Linked DNA regions of Anas platyrhynchos: regions 2 and 3 are each linked to region 1. The links are chromatin contacts, called in public Hi-C maps. All regions are on one chromosome and are shown on one strand. The core of a region is the stretch at or near the end of the contact, and the rest is flanking DNA. Distances in the headings are between cores, read along the strand shown.

Region 1 (4,497 bases), core at 1,465-3,964:
AAGGACAGAACTGAAGGACAGACCTCACTGTCTGTCCGTCTGAGCACTTATATGGCCCGCATCACCCGGCTGGCTGCACATCTCGCGATCTCTCGTGCAATTAGCCCCGCAACACTTCCCACCACCCCACATTTCCCACGCCACCCCGGAATTTTTCCCTGCTCCTTTTCCCCCCCCCCCAACCATTACCCTCTGTCTTTTCCCAGCAGCACCATCCTCCTGCCTGGGAGAAAAGGAAGCGTTGAGGCTTTCACGCGACTCCCGAGGACAGGCAGACCTGGACCCTACCTGATCCGCAGCTTCATCTCCGGGGAAGAGGAAGGGGAGGGGAGAAGGAGCAAGGGGAGGGTTGAAGGGTATTATCACTAGACACGGAGTTGTCTAACCTACAGCCAGGGAACAGACGCTGCTCTGCAAGTTTCCTGAGGAGCTGGGAGGCAAAGAAGCCCTGTTTTAGGTGACGGTGGAAAAACTCTTGGAGAGCGGAAAGAATCGTCCCACGAGCCAAATCTGGCAGGCAGGCTGCACGGAGCTGCTCCGTGACACGCTCTAATGAGAGCTCAGCCCCGGTTCCCAGCGAGCACAGCCTAACGTGCGGCTGTCACTGGAGAAAGTGGAGATATAACAGGCTAGAAACAAAGCGTGCAGTGCCTGCATGACTTCGGTTACAGCTGAAATGGCTCCTAATTGGGGAGTTACCTTCCAGCATCGGTGCTGAACAAACAATGTGAATAACTGATTAGTTTGCAAGCGACGTTTATGTTCACCACTGTGGGAGATGGTCTGGCCCGGATTCTCGCCGAGAGCTGGGGAGGAATGGCAGGGGAGAACTAGCTCCTCATAGCCCTTAAAACATAATCCACGCCGCCTAGCATACAGCCACTTTCACGTGGGCACTCTGTCTAAACCCCTTAATATCTCTTGGCAACACAGCCCTCTTGACTCTTTTGAAAACAGATTTATAGGACAGGTTTGCACAGAAAGCTGCCTTTCTTTTTCTCTCTCCTTTTTTTTTTTTTTTTTTAAGGAGAGGAAGACAAGGAGGAAGAGTCGGTTTCTAATCGCTCAGGAATGACAATAAGGCAAAAGTAAAAGTGACCGAGGAAGGAGAGAAGGGAAAAAACCGAGGGGTTTTGTAATCTCGGTGCAGGAGATATGCATTTTGAAAAAAAAAAAAAAAAAATCAATCTGGAAGAAATTCAGGATCCATTTTGTCCTCTTTGATCTCTATTTGTTTTTCCAGCTAGGTATTTTGAACTCCGCACGGCAGCGCGAACCCGAGCCGGGACCCAAGGCAAATACCGCCGAAACACCCTTTTGCAATGTCAGGAGAGCCGAGGCCGGGAGGAGAGAGGCTGATGCAAGAAGCCAGCGCGCTGCCTCCCCTCCTTTTTCCCTTCCTTTCCCCTTCCCTCCCCTGCCCCGCGCAGCGCCGCGCAGCGCCCCGGCCCCGCGGAGCCCCACGGCGGGGGCGTGCAATGCGCGCACATGTGCGCGGCCCCTCCGCGCCTCGCCCCCTGCCTTCCCCAAGCTGCACACACGCCGGGCGAGCAGGTGGGAGCCGAGGGAAGGGGAAATTGTAAAAAAATAATAAAATATATATTTTTTTAAATTTTTTTTTTCCCGCCCCCTCCCGGCGCCAGCCCGTTCCCCGCCGCGCTCGGGGGGCACAAAAGCCCCGTCCCGCTCTGCTCACCTCCGCGCTCTGCAGATAGAGCAGCGCCGCCAGCCCCCAGTGGATCCAAGTGAGCAGAAAGTTCATGGTTGCCGGCGCACGCCGCGGAGGAACGGGGCCCGCCGCGCTCCGCCTCGCCTCCGCCGCCGCCCCGCCGCCCCGCCGCGCTCTCGCCTCCTCCGTGCCCTCCTGGGGTGCCGCCGGCCGGGCGCTGCGAGGCTCTCCGGGGGCAAAGGGGTTCCTCTTCGGGGTGTCCGCCTTCACCCCTCCATACGGCGGCCCCCGCTGCTGCTGCTGCTGCTGCCGGTGGGCGCTCCGCAGGGCCGAGCGCTGGCTCCGCGGCCGCCCCGCCGCCGCCGCCCGGCCCCCGCCGCCGGGCAATCCGAGCTCCACAGCGGCCACCGGGGCGAGGAGAGGCACCCGCGCCGCGCTCGCTCTGGGCTTCGCGCACTCACTCACGCCGAAGTTTGCGGGGAAAAGTTTCAATGCATCTCTTTTCCTGCGCGCACTCCCACCCCCCCCCACCTCGCCTCTTCTTCTTCTTCTTCGCGGCGGCGGCTGCTGCTGCTGCTGCTGCCTCCCCCCGCCGGGGGGGATGGATGGAAGGGGCTGAGCCCGCCGCCGCTCGGCCGTCCACCGCTTTAAAAAATCAGAAGGGGGTGGAAAAAAAAAAAAAAGAAAAAAAAAAAATCCAAACTGGCTGGAGAGGGAGGCAACCGGGGCGGAGAAGAGGGGGAAAAAAGGGGGGAGGGAGGGGGCTTTGAAGGAAAGGGAGAAAAAAAAAAAAATAAAAATCCAAAGTCTAGGGGAAAAAAAAAAAATCAATTAAACGGGAGGATAAAGCAAGGCGGCGAGCCAAGCGCAGGTCCCGGTGGCCGGGGAGGGCTTCGGTGCTCCCGCGGCGCGCTGTCCCCCGCCGGCTCGGCGGCAGCGGCGGCTCCGCGCACTCCAGCGGCGGCTCCGCGCAGCGCAGCGCAGCGCCCGCTCCACCGCCCGCTCGCCGGCGCTCTGCAACTGCTCGGCGCGGCCGCGGGGAGAGACGCTCCGCCGAAGTCCCACCCTCTCCGCCGATTCCCCTCCCTCCTTCTCCTCCCCTCGCGTCCTTGCGGCTCTGGGCTAAAAGGCCACGGGGGTAAAAGGGGGTGCGCGGCGCGCCCCCCCCCCTTCCCTCTCTCTCCTCCTCTCCAGCTCGCCCCACTCGGGATCGTGCCCCACACCCCGACCCCCAGGCGTGGTTCCCACGATGCGCTCCCAGCTTTTTCCCACCCACCCAGGCACCCACCCCACCCCAGCCCCACGGGTGCGCTTGCTGCCCCGCCGAGCGATGCGTGAGTTCGGGTCAAAATTCACCTTCTGCCGTCCGCCCGTGGGAATCGCTCCAAAGTCCAGCCGAGCCCTTTGGGGGGAGGGGGCAGCAGGGGACAAATTGCCATCCCGGCCGCCGCCCGGCCCCCCAAGCCCTTTGCTTTGCAGCTGCAGTGATTTCTTGGCACCTAGGTGTCAAAGGGGAGGGGGCGCATCCTCGGTTGGGTTTGATTTCTCTTTATCCAGCTCCAGCCCCCCTAGGTCGCAGGGCCTGCCCACACCAGCCTTCGTCTGAGGAAGGGCATTATACTGGAGATCTTGCCAGGCAGACCCCATCCCGCTTTCTGGGAAGGTATTTGCAGGGCAAAAAGGTGTCTCTGTCTCCCTGGGGTTACCACAGGCATTCCCCAACCAAGCTCCTTCACTCGTGTCACCCACGAAATTTCCTCATATGGGATATAGCAGCAACACGCGCGTGTCGACATGTATCAGTCTCCCTCCTGCTGCCATCCCCCAAGGACCTTTGGTGGTGGATGGGGTGGAAGCCCAGGCCGGCAGCTTCCTGGGGCTTGCCACAGGCTGGAGGAAGGGGAAGGGGAAGAAGACACCAAAGAAAGAAAAGGCCATATCATCATTAGAAAGCAGGTATTCCAGCACTGTGCCACAGACTCCCACTGATACAGGCAAAGCGTTGGCTCTATAGAGGCACCTGCTGGCTGAGGGGAACACACGAAACATAAAAATAAAACCGAATAAAAATCTCTGCTCTCGGCACATCTTAGACCCATTCTTCCCTTTGTTTTCAACCGGTTTGTGTCACCCCTTCGTGAGATACTGGGAGAAGTCGCCGGGGTCCCGCAGATCCTGAGGAAGGCTGGCAGGAGGCTGGCAGCTCCATCCGAGCGAGGAGCCACCCCAGCTCCCACCCAGCCCCTCGGCTGCAGGGCCGCATCCTGCACCCCTGGGCGAGGGGAGAAACCCAGCCCAGCCAAAACCCTGGGGAAGGATATAATCCCTGTCCCCTCAGGGATCACGTTTCTTCAGAGGAATGGTGGGTGTTGTTCAAACATTGCAAAAGAATCCTTTTTTTTTTTTCTTTTGCTCTCTCTCTCTTTTTTTTTTTCTTTTTAACTAATTGTTCCAAAGAGTTTCTGAAGAAACAAATATCCATCCAAAATATCTGGAGTTTCCCGTATTCTGAACGCAACTGCCAAAAACGTCCTCCCGGAGATAAGGAGGCTTCCCCCTGGGGCAAGCGAGGGGATGTTTCACCGACTGACAGCAAAGCCAGGCTGGAGGTCCTGGAGGTAGGAGCTGCTTCGAACTGTCACAGCTCACGGCGAGCAGCTCCCTCCTCACTCCAGGCCTCTGCTCTTAAGACCAGCAGAGAGCAGATAATTCACTTTTTTTTCCCGTATTTGGTAGAAGGGGCCTTTTTTTTTTTCCCTAGGGGCCTTTTTCCCTTCCCGCTAGGTGAACATTTTATGAATGAACGTAGCTCTGCTGCAAATACCTTG
Region 2 (4,497 bases), core at 1,404-3,903, 240 kb before region 1:
GCAGAGCAGAATCACAGCAGAGCTTTTTTTTCTGTTCATAGTGGATCACATGCTGGTCTTAATTCCCATATTTAAATCTTCCATGGGCTTGGCCCCTCTAATCTGTAGACACCGTTCCCCTGTCCAGTATTACCAGTGTCTGCACCAGTAGTATCAGCATGTGGCACCCATGCCTTCAAGGGCTTTCAGGTGGTCCATGAACGAGAGCTCTTTTCTCCACGGTGGACTTCAGCAGTCACGGGGGTTGGAATAACCTCTCCCTCCACAATGAAAATGAAATGAAAGAGCCCTCCACCTCCTCCCTACAAGCAAAGTCCTGGCCTATTAACTGGGATGGCTGGGAGAGGGGGGGTGTAAAGCAGGGGAGAAACATATCTTTGTGTCTGCTTGACAACTTTGTAAGAGGCAATGTTACCATGGCAATGGGTGGTCTTTAGTGAGAAGGGGAGTGAGCTATAGTGTCAGGGTGAGGAGAAGGGGGAGCGATGCCGAAGGGAGGCGGCTTGAAAGTAGAGTAGGAAGGGGGAGAAAGGTCTGCACAGCAGTCATCAGGGGGTGACGGGCAGAGAACCACTTTTGGCAAAGGGCAGGTGGCTCAGACAGCAAGCCTGAGGGCTGGCACGGCGTCCCTGCAAGGTGGGCTGTCTCTGGAGCTGCTATTAGATGGGCATCTCTGGATAGGGCCCACATCTTCCCAGGGGGGCATCCCCACCCTCAAACAGGGCACTGCAACAAGCCCCCCAGGCCTCTGCATGGACCCAAAGCCACCACCTGGCCACGACCCCGCTGCTCTCCCCCATTCCCACCCCAAAAGCCCCTCTGCGTTCGGGGGAAGCCTTGTGGCCCACGCCAAGGCGACCACACAGTGTGGCCACCAGAGAACGGCCGGCTGGCAACAGAAACCAGTTGTCTGGGTGGGAGCCAGGGAGATACTGCAGCCCTGCAGCGAAATACGGCTGAAAGGCCAGAACCGCATGGGAACGGGCCTCCTCCCCACCTCTCCTCGGATGTGGCAGAGGAGTTTTCTTCGGGTCTCGTGTTTTTTGCAAGGGGAGGGGCTGGGCGGCCAGAGCCGCGAGTGCTGCCGCACAGTCGGACGATTGTGTGGTAGGTGGGGAGGAGAGGGAACAAAGGCGCAGTGCTGAAAGCACAGCACTACCAACAATTGCAGCGATAAAAAAAAAACACACCAAGCCTTCCCCGTGAGCTCTGCGGCGTGGCACGGGCTCTGCCAGGCCGCTCTCTGCACCAGCACCGGGGCTCGGTCCCGCTGCCATTCCCTTGGGAAAGTGCCACGGTGTAGGGGGAAGATGGACGGGCATGGTGGGCCCTTTGGGCCCAGCATGGGCAGCACCTCGGCCTCACCACCCCTCTCCTGGGGGCTCCCCGGGGGGCTCCCCGGCCATGGCCGGGCTCTGCCGGCAGGTGGCAGGGCAGCCCCGCTCCTCGGCCCGGCCCGGCCCCCCAGCGATGCCTGCGGGCATGGTGACCCCATGAAGGGGCTTGAGGCACCTTGGCATGGCGCCCCGCCATCTCCACCGCCTGCTGCAGGCTGGGGCGGGTGGCTCCGGCTTCGTGTCTTCCTCGGCCGTCAGCCCCGCCACACGTGGCCATCAGGAGCTGGACCTGGTGGCCACGGTGGGGAGGCTTGCCTGAACACCCTGCCCCATGAGTTGGTTGTTCCCCGGCAGCCTGCCTGCAAGGGAAGCGTTTGGGCCGGCTGTTCACGGCTGCCCTACAGTGATGGGCATTTTTATTATTATTAATGGCAGTACGTTCACACCGAGGTTAGGTTACAGCTCCATTGTGAGCGGCTCCGCACAAGCGCGGTCGGAGACAGCCTGTACTCCGGGGAACACGCCGTCCACACAGAAACGGCACCAAAAAGGGCAGGGAAGGGAGGCAGCACGGGGAGAGGAAGCGCTTTCCCCCCCGGCTTCATCCAGCAGGCCGGTGGCAGAAAGCAGGCTTTCTGCACCCATCCAGGCCCCTCATCCTTTGGACCGCACGGTCCTCTTGTGTAAGTGGAATAAATAACCTGTGACTGGCTGGTTTTTGGTGGTTCAGCATTTGTAAATGCTGACCGTTTACCCCTTGGTTAAAGCTAAACTCGCCGTCTCTTTCCCCAGCTGTTTAACGTAGATACAGGGAGCCGGGAGCCCACGGCGCTGTGCTCGGGGCTGTGAAGGTAAATCATTAACCCGCGGGGCTCCTGCCTGCCCCATGGGTGCCAGAGACCTCCGATGGAGGAGCACTGCCCACCCTGCCCTCCCGAGGGGCAGGCAGCCCCCTGGGTTTACCAGGTGGCCGGCCAGGAGGAGAGCAGGACCACTGCAGGCAGCTGAACTTTTCACTCCAGCTTACAGAGAGGTTTCCAGAGATGCTTCGAGGGAGGGAAGGGGATGGGAAGCAAGATTTGCAGGGGGACCAGCCTGGCTTTTTTGAATTCAGCTGCAGAGTTAGTTAACAAAGTTGCAGGTTCTCAGTCTCTTTTTCTCTTTCTTTGCCAACTCTTTTTTTTTTTTTTTCCTTCCTCAATATAAATACCCTAGGGCAGTTTCTTTTCTTTTTGGTATGAATGTGATGATCTTTCGGGCCTGCGATTGGCTCCGCGGCTTGTCATCGAGGACACACCTCCTGGCGAGGGGCCACCGCCTCCCCCTCTTGTGAAAGCTTCCCCTTGTAACAAGTGAGCGTAATTACATCAGTTACTCACTAGAGCACAGACCTGCTTTAAATTTTGGCCTCTCGGAGCCTTTGAGAAGCTGAAGGACTAGAAAATGCAGTTTCAAAGGCCTGTAACACTGTGGAGCGTGGAACTCAAGCTGGGCTCTTCCCTCCCAGGAATTAAGGCTCCCAGTCACATGCAAGGAGGAATGAATATCCCTACCAGCCACTGAAATGGCTACCTGGTAGGAGAACAGACCTGCCACACCAGGGGAGGATTTCCGCTTTACCAAAGCCTGGCCCACTGAAAAAAACAAAAACAAAAACAAAAACCAAAAAACAACACATCTGGTCCCTTTTGAATTGAGCCTTGGTGCAAATGAACCAGAAAAGGCCATGCTTCCAGGGGCACCGAGAAGGAAGGGAGCTCGGAGTGAGGTGCAGGGTCTGTGGACGATCCCTGTAAAAGAGCAGAGCCAGCTGAACAAAGGCATCTGTGTGCCAAAAGAAAATGCGTTTCACCCAGCAGCAAGGGTCTGCAGGACAGGGCCAGACCTTCTGGGGGGAGAGAATGACCCTGAAGAGCGGCGTTTGTGTACTGGGTGGGTATTGCAGCATCAGCTTGACACATTTCTGACAGATTGGGATGGGAACTTATAGCTTCTTTGGGCTTGACCCCCAAAAGGCTGAACAACTTGGGGGGGAGGGGGGGGAGCATCCTAGCTGTGCTCCAGAGGGCAAGGTCCTCTACTGGGGTAAATCACCAGAGCACATGGGGAGTCAGCGTTCTCCCAGCTGAAAGCATGCTCCACACTTGCATGGCAGAGTGTGGCTGATAAAGAGGAAAGTTTCTGTGCAAGAAGGCAAGGAAGTGGTGTTCTGACTGGAGGAGAGGACTCACTTCATGTCCCAGGGCATTCGGTCCCTGCAGAGACACAATCCTGACATACAGTAAAGATGCTGCTGCTAATTGGTGAGCTGGAAGGATGCAGATGAGGTGCAGACGAATTCAAACCATATGTCTGGCTAGAGATGAGTCTTCATGTACAGACATTTGCAGGGTGTCATAACTGCTAGTCTGACACGAGATGAACCTGGGCCTTTTCAAACACGTCTTGCAAAAAGTAGACACCTTTCCCCTTCTCCCCTCCAGCTATTCTCTCACACACAGGTGTTTGCTCAGAGTGTACTCCTGAACAGATCCAGCCCTGGTTCTGGATCAGGCAGAGCAAACCTTGAGCTGGTTCTCACATTGTCTGGCCAGTGGATTGACTGTAGCTTTTTTTTTTTTTTTTTTTTTTTTTCCCTCTCCATCTCCTTCATTTCTCTGCCCTCCTCCAAAATAAAAATAACCACCTGCTTTCCCTCCTGCATCAGAGAAACTTCTTCCTGGAAATGTCATCAGAACTGATGAGCCCCTGTGTGTGAAAAATTTAGGTTTTGATGATTTGGCATTTTCCCATGGAAGAAAAAGCCCTTTTGTTTCTCTGCCCAGCTCTCATAAGAAATGGCTCAGTGGCATGCTGTCTGTGTTTTCTCCCAGGGACCTGTTCTGGAGCTGCTGAGAAGCTTCCTAGGTCACGGTCCATTCAGAAGCTGGCAGGAGTTGCAGGACCAGGCAGGCCTGGTCTGAATGCAAGCAAAGAGCTCTAATTCATTATTACAGGCCTGAAAACATGACAAATGGTATTAGGTGCTTTCCATGGCATCTGCCGTTCTCTGATCATATCAGCTTCAGCGAGACTGGCATCTGGGTACCCAAAAGTGAGTGTACCCTCACTGAGAGGTGAGAGCTCCAGGGTGTCTGGCATCTCTGCAAGCCAGGACTCC
Region 3 (4,497 bases), core at 604-3,103, 210 kb before region 1:
GCGTGGACTGAAGCTCAGAGGGTGTTCATAACTCTGGGTGCTGCCACGGAGCTGAGGCAAAGGTGAAGAGACACCCAGAAATCTTCAAACTAGACCGTGCAGAGTAAATGAGGGGGTGCAATTTGTTCTGTGCCTCCTCCAATCAGGTTATCGGGGAGTTCCAGTTGTCCCAGCCCCAAATCACCACCTTACTGAGCTGAGACACCGGCAACAGCAGATTATCGTCAAACTTTCATCACCCGGAGCTGAGCACGAGCGTGAGAAATTTCAGCCCAGGAGGAAAAAAAAAAAAAACACAACACCAAACGGTTTCAGAAGGTTGCAGAAGCCAATGAAAAGAAGTGCTTAAAATAAAAGTGCCACCTCAACTATTAAAGCAGCCAATGTATAAGTGCATCCTGGCAAGGAGGAGAGAAATTGCATGGTCTGATGTGGTCAGTGCAGGATTCCAAAAAGGCGTCCGGCTAAGTACACCATCAAATGGAGACTTATCCTTGTTCCAGCGGGTTATTGAATCACGGCACTGTGAATCAGAAAGCCATTGGGTTGCCTATTGATTTAAAGGATGCCTTTTTGTCAGCAGCTCTCCTGCTTACAGTTTGCAGCCTAACAGTCAAGTAGGCAGGACCACGACCTGTGTCTCCAAAGAGGAGGTAGAGGTGACTTTACGCCACCCTTGCAGTGTCCCTGGTGCTTTCTTGTCTTGTGTTCTGTACTGAGGGATGACACAGAGGTCTGATCAACACTGCTATGAGACAAAGTGGTGCCAGGAATACAGGACCATACAGCTCTGTAGGGGCAGCTCAGGGCAGATCCTGGCATGCCTATACCTCCCCAACTCCCCCTTATTCCTTCACACTGCATGTCCAGGATAGCAGTGTATGTTGCAAGAGGCTAACTCATGGCAGCCCCTTCTACTCCATCTCTTGGAGTATTCCCTGCTTTTTTCAGCCTGATTGCACAAGCAAGATACAGTGGCCAGAGGTGGAGCAGTGCTGATTTTGAGTCCCAAGCTGCTGTGTCTGCTCATTACTCTCTGGTACTTCTGACATCCCTGCTGCCTCTTTCTGTTATGTTTTCCCATGGCTGGAAAACCATTTCTCATCCCTTCAACAAATCATCTCCTTCCAGTTCCTCTAAATGGCTTGCTTCTTTTGTCTTTCCTTTCATCACCATCCTCCTCCGTGACATGGTCAGCTCCCTCCATCATGTCTGATCTCGCCTTGCCTGCTGGCATCTGCATAATCGATATGGAAGGCTCCGTGGGGAAAGAAGTCTGTCTTACATGCTGTTTGTCTAGCATCACATACACCTCTCGTGCTGTATCAGTAATTAACTAGCATTGGTCGAATGCAGGCGAGAGCACACCCTCTGGCTTCTGCCGCCTCCCTGACAGCGCTCCAGCTTCCCCCGAAGGAGTCATCCGAGGATGTGTGAGATGTGCTAGATAGATGGCTAGCTGGCAGTGCTACAGCCACCTCTTTGGGGAAGCTGCTCTGCAGGGGATGGGCTGTAAAGCTGAGTCACGGTTAGAAGGATGATGTTGAATTTCCCTTGCTGCATCACTGTGTAACAGGACCAAGATCTTCAGTGGCTGTTCTTTATTACTTTGCTGCACCAGGCTAAGGGAAAATGCTGGCTTTGATGAGTTGCCAAGTCCTTGCTGAATTATAATAACTACTAGCAACACCAGCAAGAGTGATTTAAGAAAGAGCAGGAATAGAAATATGTGCATATTAGGTCCTTAGCAATTTCAGCTGGCACTGACTGTGGCCGCTGGATATAAAGGGCCGCGAGGCAGGGGAAAGGGATCAGTTCTGCTTACAGAGGGTGTCTGTGTCCTGCAAACCACAGGGCTGTGCCCTAGGGAGGCAGCCAGACTTAAGGGAGAGCCGGGAGCAGGCTGCAGGCCCCTGCCCTCAGGGAGGTGTCACGGCCCCTTTGCAGAGGGAGAATTGCTGGATGTGGTCTGGGGCAGCAGCAGGACCCCCAGTGCTCCCAGTTGGACAGTGCCTGCCTGCCTCCTGGATCCTGCGCAGACACTGAACCACAGCCCTGCAGGCTCAGGGCCAAGACTGGCCCTTTCCAGCTCCCAGTGTCTGCCTCAAGGACAAGCCAAGGCAAGTCATGTATGACTTCAGGATGCTGCACGTGGCAAGGCTAATGTTGGAAGGCTGGGTGTTCACCTCTGTGCAGAACAAAAAAAAACACAACACACCAACAAAACAAAATAACAACAAAACACCCAAGCCCAGACATCCTTCCCTGCCAAGAACCATGTTTTACTTACTGGTGCTATGCAGGGGTTTGGCTACTCTGAGAGCCAACCCAGCGCCCGCTGCAGGACCAAATAAGAAGCCACAGCAAGGCATCCGTGTGCAGCCCGAGCTCATGTCTAATGACAGCTGGGTGTCGGGTTGGCACAGGGACACAACTGATCCAGTTGAGTGAGACTGAGCATCCTCACAGGATCAACCTCCTCTCACAGAACAAGGTACTTGAAGAGCACCAGAAACATCAGGGACTGATGCCTGGGGAATGTATTTTCTCATCTGGAACCCCATTATGTTGATGTAGCTGCAAGAAACATCTCATTTAGCATTGTACTATCGAAGCTAGGCATATAATCTCTTTTACACGAGACACAAGCAATAGGCACATCTCAGAAGGCGATCTGATGTAAGAACATCTCATGGTGGTTGTGCAGCACTGTGGCTAAGTACCAGAGGGCACTTGGGTCAGGATGGAGCGTGTTTTACATCAGTAGTTATTCTGGGTCCTAGCACTGCAAGAGTAATCCAGACACTTACTGTTTCCAATTCATGCAAAGAAAGCTTTTCTGAGCCTCAGACAGCTCTCAGTCTGTCCGTCCAACATATTCCTTTTGCTAATGTGTGCCTGCTCAGCAGCCAAAAGAAAAGCAAAATACATTTGTAGGGAGGGCGGGGGGCAGAAGGGAGAAATGTTATGAAATAAAAGATCAGAGGATCAAGAGCACTTTTGAGGCTCAAACATGCCACACACAAGCTCTGGGCCTGTGGTCAGCCGGAAAACATCAGTTTAAAATTCCACAATAGCCCTGGTATTTAATCCTTCTAATGCAAATTCCCCCCACCCCAGTCCTAGATCGGCACTACTACTGTGGTGGCACAACCCGAGCCTTTAAGCCCTTTTGAAGTATGCAAGAGTCCCTGTTTCTCAGCAGGAGGGCTGGGAAGCTATGTCAACAATGTCAAAAATGTTCCTGTGATTACTGTACCTTTCTGAGCAGAAACCAGGAGAGAAAGCAATTAATGCCTCCTAATCTTGCTCATAAATAAAACTTGTTCTCCGTTGAAGCGTCATCCCCGTAGCCCCCTAATTAGAAGGGCTGTCTGTCACTTCCAGGCCTGCACCAGTGCGAGGAAGGACACCCGTTATCTCCCTCTGCCCAACACACGGGTTAGATTATGACTTCTGCAAGCGAAGCCATGTCGGAAAGCAGCTGCAAGCAGCACCGTGCACTTTTGTGATATGCTTCACGGTTCAGTTCCCAAATCTGCCAGGTGTTGCAGGGCATTGGGGTCCATCACAGGGCCTTGGGGTCCATCACAGGACCTAGGGCCTCAGGGTCCTGGACAACCCCTGTGCTGAGCAGCTCTCATCCAAGGCATACAAGGGGTGAGGTGAGGGGAAGGAGCCGGAAGGCGCAGGTGTTGACACGCGATGGTGATGAGAGCTGCAGACCACTCCAAGTCAGACAGAGGGAGAGGCACGGTGTGTATCGGCGGGGAGTCCGGCCTTATCAGCAGGTGCAGTGCGTGCCAAATATTTCCACCAGCCCCCCCTGCACGAGCTGGGGGACTTCCTATCAGCATCAGGAGCGAGACCGCAGGGAGCTGGGAGCAGTGCTCGCAGAGCAGCTCTCAGAGGGCCTCCAAATGTGTCTGGATCACGGCCTCTCTGGGCCTTGACACATGGGTGCTTGGTCCTGAGATAAATACCTCAAGAGAGGGCAAACAGGGAGGTGGTGGGATGAACATGGGGCATGTGTAGGATGAGATGAGCTCATCCTACAGCTGAGTTCAGCGCAGGATAACAGATCTATACTTTGCAGGGTCCATGCATGTGGGACAGTTGGGGTAGAAAGGGGCAAAGGAAGGGATGGGGATGCTGGAGAGGAAGCACCCACAGTGGCTATGGTGCTGGTGGAGGTGGTGGTCCCACCTGTGGGATGTCCAAGCATCTGCAGGACAGGCCTCACAGCTCTGCATGACAGATGAAGAAAAAGAGTCTCATCTGCACCTTTTTAGTCAACTACAACACAAAAACGAGACACTGAAGTGCAAACCATCTCCCAGAGCCTTGTCCAAGACCTGAGCTCACCCACTGCTCCCCAGCTCCAGCACCTGCACAGCCACATGGAAGCCAGCCCAGACGGGAGAGGAGTGCTTGAGGCTCTGCTTTCTCCGTGCCAAAATGGTGCTGCCAAGCCATTCCTGTGGCTGTACACTACCT

The links. Hi-C and Micro-C count contacts between places; a contact is called where the count stands out from the background.
Region 2: a contact with region 1 is called in a Hi-C map of subcutaneous adipose tissue, with 1.6 times the contacts expected there. The contact joins the enhancer-like site here to the promoter of VEGFA in region 1. A contact is called at or near these places in 5 of 8 Hi-C or Micro-C datasets (F1 follicle, liver, skeletal muscle and 1 more).
Region 3: a contact with region 1 is called in a Hi-C map of skeletal muscle, with 2.2 times the contacts expected there. The contact joins the enhancer-like site here to the promoter of VEGFA in region 1. A contact is called at or near these places in 2 of 8 Hi-C or Micro-C datasets (both in skeletal muscle).

What each region holds. Positions count from the first base shown.
Region 1 is chr3:35,046,092-35,050,588 of IASCAAS_PekinDuck_T2T, reverse strand. It overlaps VEGFA (vascular endothelial growth factor A), which reads right to left and starts at 2,714. Exons shown (of 9, transcript XM_027453982.3): 1 at 1,697-2,714. The coding sequence starts at 1,762.
Region 2 is chr3:35,291,022-35,295,518 of IASCAAS_PekinDuck_T2T, reverse strand. No RefSeq gene overlaps it. Among named protein-coding and RNA genes, the nearest start is that of TMEM63B, 69 kb to the left of the region's middle. Within about 2 kb of position 2,653, at least 6 of the 8 cell types and tissues checked have an H3K27ac peak or open chromatin away from gene starts, as enhancers often do. A contact at or near this core is called in F1 follicle, where this site is marked.
Region 3 is chr3:35,257,022-35,261,518 of IASCAAS_PekinDuck_T2T, reverse strand. No RefSeq gene overlaps it. Among named protein-coding and RNA genes, the nearest start is that of TMEM63B, 100 kb to the left of the region's middle. Within about 2 kb of position 1,853, at least 5 of the 8 cell types and tissues checked have an H3K27ac peak or open chromatin away from gene starts, as enhancers often do.